2 separate regions of the Rattus norvegicus genome follow, and region 2 is linked to region 1. Evidence: chromatin contacts called from public Hi-C data. All regions are on one chromosome and are shown on one strand. Each heading gives the region's core, a stretch centred on a gene start, on an enhancer-like site or on the middle of the called end of the contact. The rest is flanking DNA. Distances are from core to core; before and after follow the strand shown.

Region 1 (3,624 bases), core at 792-3,291:
GGCTCTGCCCAGGTAGCTGAGAGGAGGATCAGATGCAGACGGGAGATTGTGTAGCTGCACTCTGCCTGTGCCCTCATCCACAGGAGAAGCTGGTCGTTTTGTCTGTATGTAAGTCTTTGCAACATGTGCATTTTTGGTGCCTTTAGTTCCCAGGAGAGGGCACTGGATGCCCTGGAACTGGAGTTAGAGATGACTGTAAGCGGACACGTGGGTGCTAGGAATTGAACCCGGGTCTTCTGGAAGAGCAGTCAGTGCTTTTAACCGGAGTCACCTCTCAGCCCCCATTAGCAGTTCTTACGTCTGCTGCAGCTCCTCTCCCTCTTCTCTCTCTACCTCCTTCTTTCTCTTCCTCCACTCCCCCGATCTCTTTCCTTGTTTTGGTACTGGAGATTGAAGGGAGGGCCGCATACATGCTACGCAAGGGCTCTGTCACTGAACCACACCACCAGCCCACTACCCACCCTTATGCTGAGGCAGTTCTCATCAAGTTGTTCAAACTGCTCTCCCCTCATGACCCTCCTGCCTTCTATGGCGTAGCTGGGATTACAGGCATTTGCCACAGGCCTGACTTTCACATCTCTTTGTGGTGCCTAAGTCTAAAAACTTGGTTTTTCATCTTTTCTGTGTTGGGTTGTTTTTTTTTTTTTTTCAAGTCTTTACATTATTTCTTTTTCTGATACACGTGTTATAAATCTTTTCGCAGTTCTGTACCCTAACATCCCACCCCACCTTTCCCAAAAGGCTGAGACCGGCATCCCGCTTGCCTGCCTTCTCTCGTTTTCTTTCTTTTTTTCTCAATGGCGGAGTCCAGTTCCGGGCCCAAGAGCCTGCTGGAGGCTCCAAGGTACTGCAAGTCCTTCCCGCTGAGCGCTTTGCCAGGCCTGACCAGCAGAGGGCGCTGCGGCGCTGCGGGACGCCGGGTTCCTCTGGGCTCCAGAAGAGTCAGGCCTTTCCCAAGCCTTTCATGCTCAGAGATGATTCCAAGCTGCCTGCAGTCTCGCCTAGCCTGAAACTGCTGTAGACACTTCCCAGTCTGCCTGCCTCTCTGAGTGCCCTCCCTGTGGGGCTCCCGCTCGGATGCTCGTACCATTTATAAGTATTTTATGTATTATTATTTTTAACCATTTTAATATCTCTCTCTCTCTCTCTCTCTCTCTCTCTCTCTCTCTCTCTCTCTCTCTCTGTGTGTGTGTGTGTGTGTGTGTGTGTGTGTAACAAATCTCTGGACCCTTTCGTTTTCCCAGAAACCAAAAGCTGGCAACAGCCCCAATCTACTTACTTTTCTGTTTCCCTGGTTCTGACCACTCTAGAGACCTCATTCTGTAAAGCCGTATACTGTGTGGTTCTCCTGGAACTGACTCCTTCTCCCCAGCCCCCACAGTGTCCACACAGCCATCCACGTCAGAGTGGACGCATGGACTTCCTTCCTTTTCAGGGTTGAATAACATTCAGTCACGTGGATAGCCAAGTTGCTTACCTTTTTATCTCCTGATGGACATTCGAGTTGTGCCCGTGTCCTGACTCTCATGAACATGGGTGGTCAGACACAACATGCTACCCAGTGAGTGCAGAGGTGATGGGGGGGGGGTTACCCCGGCACCTGCTCAGTGTTAAGGCAGAGTGAAGCTCAGAGTGACTGGTAACGGAACCCTCCAGAGCCTATGCACATGCTTAGAAGTTTGCTGGTGCTAGGCTGGGGTGACTTCTGTGCTCCCTGCTCCCACCCCACTTCTCAAATCTCTCTCCACTCTCAGTTCTCCCATAAACCTATTCTTACAAAGTACTCACTCTGGGAGCCCGAGACAAAGGCTCAGTCAGACCCCGGGCTGAGATGCTGAGGATACCACCAGTTCCCACACCTGGCACCCTGTCCACCCTGCAGGCTGCAGTCCAACATTTGGGCCTCCCACGCACAGCCCATTTTCCTGTGGAGCTGTTCCCGTCACTGGCTGCCATTCTGTTGGCACCCAGAGGGCTCGCCTGCCACCCAAACAGCAGATGGCCAGGAAAAGAGAGCTGGTGCACACATCACCCAGAGGAAAAAAACGAATGCAGTTGGCAGACCATGTGGTCAGAGAGGCGAGTGGCTGACACATGGCTTCTTGTTAGGTGATGCTTTGTGCCAGCTGGGGCGGTCATCGTGTGGGCAGCGTGGCCTTTGAAGGTTGATAGCTCATGACCCCACAGGGCCTGGGCTGCAGTGGGGGCTGTGTAGGATTTTATGTTTCCTTGTCTCCTTGTTTTCCAGGCTCCCAGGAGTCCCGGAGATGCAGCCTAGATCCAACCCTCTCCAGTTCTGGTCATAGCTGTGTGACTTGGTCAGATGCTCAGCTGACACATTAGATGAGCCAGGCCCCAGGCCAAGCACTGTATACATTTGGCCATTCAGGGTCCAATGTGACTATGAGTACCACAAAAATGAAGTTCTTAATAAGACAGATATTTCTTCCTCGGCATAAAAGCCAGGCTGAGGGTCAGGAAGGGCTTGGGGTGGGAACCTACACCCTCAGGAACTCACTTTCCTCTCTTCCTGCGTGATTAGTTTCAATAGATAGCCCCACCTCCTGCTCCCACAGAGCTGACTGTGTTCCAGGCATCAAGTTTTCAACCCGGCCAGCAGTAAGGAACGAGAGAAAGGCACACCCCCACTCTTGGAGCTGTTTGAAACTTTCTAGATGCCCTCACTTATATCCAATGGTCAGACTGGCAGCTCTACCTAGCCACAAGAGAATTTGGGAGATGCAGTTTCTATGGCAGCCATGTTTTCAACTGAAGTTCAGGTTTCCTAGGTCTCAGGAAGAACGAAGCGGCCGTTGGGCCACCTCTGTGGCACAGGTCTGGTTTTAACCAGTTCTGGTAACTTCTGAAGCTTACAGTGTACACATTCATTGTAGCTCAATTATACAGCATGAAATCCAGTGGTATGTCATGAAACTCCTTGTTCCTGAGGTCCTCAATGCGACCAGAGGCTATGGAGGGGAGCGGGTCACTAAGTGGGTCCACAGATGCCATCACAGGTTCAAAATGTGTTCTGCCCTAGAACTTCGGATTTGCAAAACTCTGTGTGTGTTCAGCCATGGTCTCCAGCGGCTCCACACTGACTGACCCTTGAGAGCCCTGGTATGTGCAAGGTCAAACTTCATCCTTCAAGGTCATCCTGCAGGGCTCTGTCCCCATCACACCATGGAGATCCATTGCTTGTGCCACCTGCCTCAATTGTCCCATTAAACAGCGCTCAGCCCAACAGAGCTTCCCTCTCCCTTTTTTCCCTCCTCCCCTCCCCTCCCTTCCTCTCTCTTATCTCCTTTTTCCCTTCCTTTATTCTTTTTGCAGTATGGGGGACCCAGATCCTCCTGAAGACTAGACAAGCATTCTACTGCTAAACCACACCCCAATCCCCTCACTGGGTGATTCTCAGCAGGTGCTCCTCACTGGAGGGTGGGGGCGGGGGGTAGGCAGATGCCAAGGCAACCCAGCCCCTCACTGGGGGTGTGTGTGGCTTTAATCAGGTGCTCTACCACTGAGCCATACTCCCACCTCTTCCTTTTTCTCTAATAGACGAGTTGCAGTAGAATTCTCACGGCACATGGCCCGCCCACGCCGAGCGACCATCTTAATGGTTTT
Region 2 (3,624 bases), core at 453-2,952, 160 kb after region 1:
CCCCCTCTACTTTTTCTTTCCAGACTCTGTAGGTTGAGGAAGCCAGGACATCTGTCCTGTGTAAAGACCCCCATTCTGGAATAAGCTGATGGCTTCCATCCAATGTCGTTTATTGTGTCCCTGGCCTCCAGACTTCCTGGTCCAGCACATGTAACCCTACAGTTGTTATGGCATACCACCTAAAGCCACCTCTCAGGAGATATGCCCTGTGCCTTTCTTCCTTCCTTCCTTTTTTCCTTCCTTCCTTCCTTTTTTCCTCCTTCCTTTTTTCCTTCCTTCCTTCCTTTTTTCCTCCTTCCTTCTTTCTTTCCTTCCTTCCTTTCTCCTTTTTTGTTTGTTTGTTTGCTTGGTTGGTTTCTGGTATTTTCTCTGTGTAGCTCTGGCTGTCATGGAACTAGCTCTGTAGAACAAACTGGTCCTGAACTCAGAGATCTGCCTGCCTCTGCCTCCTGAGTGCTGGGACTCAAGGCATGTGTCACCACCACCTGACTTGAAACAGTTTTCTTTAAGGCTGTTGTGCTGGCAGGTTGGTCATGCTCCAGTGCATGGCCCGCACTCATAACTCATAGGTATATGAGGAGCACAAATTGAATTATTCAAAAAAAAAAAAAAGAGGACATGAGGTTGGGAGGATGACAGGGTAGGATAGATCTGGGAGGATTTAGGGGAGAAGACAGTGGGTGGACATGATCATGATTCGTATGCATGTATGAAAGTCTCAAAATAATTAATAAAGAGATTATATTTAAAAATAAAATGGGGTTTGGAGAGATGGATCCGGGGTTCAGAGCACTCTGCTCTTGCCAAGAATCTGGGCTTAGTTCCCAGCACCATCTGCAGCTCCAGTTCCAAGGGGTCTGACATCTCCTTGGGCACCAGGCACACATTGCAAACAGTCACTCCATCATAAGCAATTCTTTTAAAATGTTTTAATAAAAAAGTTGAGCGTAGGATCAAAATAAAACAGCTGACATCAACCTTGGGCCTTCACAGGCTGTCATAGGCACACATGCATACACTACAGAAACTTTCATAACACCCATCTACAACAACACACATAGACACACACGTTTAAAAGAATAACATAAAATAGTGGCTGGAGAGTTAGCTCAGTAGTTCAAGCATCGATTGCCCTTGCAGTGGACCCGGGTTCAATTCCCAGGACCCACATGGTGGCTCACAACTGTCTGCGACTACAGTTCCAAGAGATCTAACACCCTCTTCTCCAAGGACACTAGGCATGCACAAGGTGCACACAGACATATGGCAGAAAAGCATATACATTAAAAAAAAATCTAAAACAAAAACCGTAAGAAGGAGTAAGCAATAGAAGAAGGATTAACAGTAGAGTGTTCTTTCAATGACTTTGATATTTATTTGTGTGAATTAGGTCAAGGTATAACATATATCTCTTCTATTTAATAAAGACTACCGTAAAACAAAGAAGCGAGCAAACCAAGTCCTCTCAGGCACCCAGGAGCTTTAATCTGTGCTGTAAGTAACCCTGAGGGAGGAAGAGTGTGGGCGGGGTGTGAGAATGGCAGGTTAGAAACATCAGAATGTGTGGAATGGCAGTTGTCGCTCAGCATAGCCTCCAGGTCGCAAGCTTCTGGGAAGCTGCAGAGGGTGACTCCAAGGCAGCCAAGCCCCAGCTGTCCCCAGCAGCTGCCATCATGTTCAGCAGTGGAGGAAGGGCAGCGGCATGTCTCTGAGGCTTAGCACACTCCTGACCCTCATCGTGCTCCCTGGCCAGCCTGTCACAGGCCACCTCTGCTATAGTTGGGTCCAGGACTTGCAGAGTCATTGCTGAAATCTGATTCGGAGACTCTGACTGCCGAGGACATTAATAGGACAATTGACAAAATGGGAACAGGTTCTGAGAACTAGGTGTTCATGACTTAGCACTGTGGATCTCTTGACTGTTTTAAACAGTAGAAGAAAATGTCCTCGTATGGGGGAAACAGGTATTAAATATTCAGGATCAGGCAAGTGTGTCATGTCGACAAGTTATTTTCAAGTGATCTGGGACAAGCTTATTAAAAACCTGCTTCTGGGGGGCTGGTGAGACGGCTCAACGATTAAGAGCACTGGCCGCTCTTCCATAGGTACTAAGTTTAATTCCCACCACTCACCTGATGGCTTACAACCATCTATAAAGGGGGTCTGATGCCCTCTTCTGGTATGTAGGTGTATATGCAGACAGACTACTCAGACAATTAAAAAAAAATCTGCTTCTGGCTACTCAGCAACTTCATAATTTTTTTCAAAATAAAAAAAATTTATTCCGTAGATTCCCTACACATAAACGCATAGTCACATAATGAAACATGGCTGGCTGTATTATCCCGTTAAGACAATAGTGTGGGGGCTGGGGATTTAGCTCAGTGGTAGAGCGCTTACCTTGGAAGCGCAAGGCCCTGGGTTCGGTCCCCAGCTCCGAAAAAAAGAACCAAAAAAAAAAAAAAAAAAAAAAAAGACAATAGTGTGGCAGAATATTGGTGCAGCGATCTTGTAACACTAAACATGAAAAAAAAAATCAAGCTTCAAAACCCTTTAAAATTTCCTTTCAATGTTAGCTGTTTTTCATGGCTGGGACCAAACACTTGACAAATAGACCAGAGGAGGAAGGGGTCTGGCTTATAGTTTGAGGATCTTCAGTTCATCACAGAGGAGAAAACGTTACAAATGGTGGCACCATGGTGGTTAGAGAGTATAACTGAGGCCTCACGCTGTAGAACAGGAGGCAGAGAGCAGACAGGAAGTGGGGCTGAACAATTTTCCTTAGCTACTATGGGATCATAGTGCAGGTGAAGGCAGATACAAGATAGCAAGGCCTGTCATTGGACGAGAAGGAAGGACGGGTGGGAGGAAAGTTTGAGGGACGAGGAGGAGACAGAGGAAGGCAGAGGAAGCCTCGGGGAGAACATGGAGACGGATGTTAAGATTCCACTCTGCACCTGTACAGGTTGTTATGAATGTTCTTAAGGGCTGGATGTGTACAGGGCTTTGTATGTTTAGGTGGGCAATTATATCTTATCAACTGGGTCAGAGGTTATTGTGTTGTATGTTCTTTCTTGTGGTGAATTAAGTTTAAGAGAGCTGGGACACTAAGCTGCCCTGGAATTGGGATGTGTATGTCTGGCATGGTGGCAACCTGCCTTGGGAACTGGATGGATAGAGAGATTGCTGCCAGGCTCAGAGAGAGGCCATCGGCAGTGCGATATGGGATGGAGCAGAGAGGTGAGAGGCTTTGCTGACTGAGATGGAGATATCTATGAATATCTTGGGACACTACGGTGCTGGACCTACAGCGAGATAAAAGAAAGCCTTTTTATAATTTTACAGCAACAATCTACCCCTAACAGCTAACCAAAGGCCATAAAACCTTTTCATTCCCTTTTGCCTTTCCCCTCCCCTGCTCTGTAACTACCATAGTCATAAATGGACAGCAAACTCTGGGGTTCTTAGACTCCCACCTCCATAGTCTTCCCCTGGATGAACCCACCCCGTCTCCAGTAGAGCAGCCTTTGCTTCTGTCTCTTTTCTTCTGGTTAATTTTACAGTTATTCCCAAATCACAAGATTATGTTCTTTCCTTTGTTTCTTTATTTCTTTTGGTGATTGG

What was found. A called contact is a pair of places that touch in the nucleus more often than the background predicts.
Region 2: a Hi-C map of psoas muscle shows a contact between it and region 1, with 2.8 times the contacts expected there. The contact joins two enhancer-like sites. A contact is called at or near these places in 3 of 12 Hi-C or Micro-C datasets (Schwann cells, prefrontal cortex and psoas muscle).

What each region holds. Positions count from the first base shown.
Region 1 is chr17:15,683,115-15,686,738 of GRCr8, forward strand. No RefSeq gene overlaps it. Among named protein-coding and RNA genes, the nearest start is that of Ninj1, 17 kb to the left of the region's middle. Within about 2 kb of position 2,042, at least 38 of the 93 cell types and tissues checked have an H3K27ac peak or open chromatin away from gene starts, as enhancers often do.
Region 2 is chr17:15,838,964-15,842,587 of GRCr8, forward strand. No RefSeq gene overlaps it. Among named protein-coding and RNA genes, the nearest start is that of Trnaa-ugc8, 18 kb to the left of the region's middle. Within about 2 kb of position 1,703, at least 2 of the 93 cell types and tissues checked have an H3K27ac peak or open chromatin away from gene starts, as enhancers often do.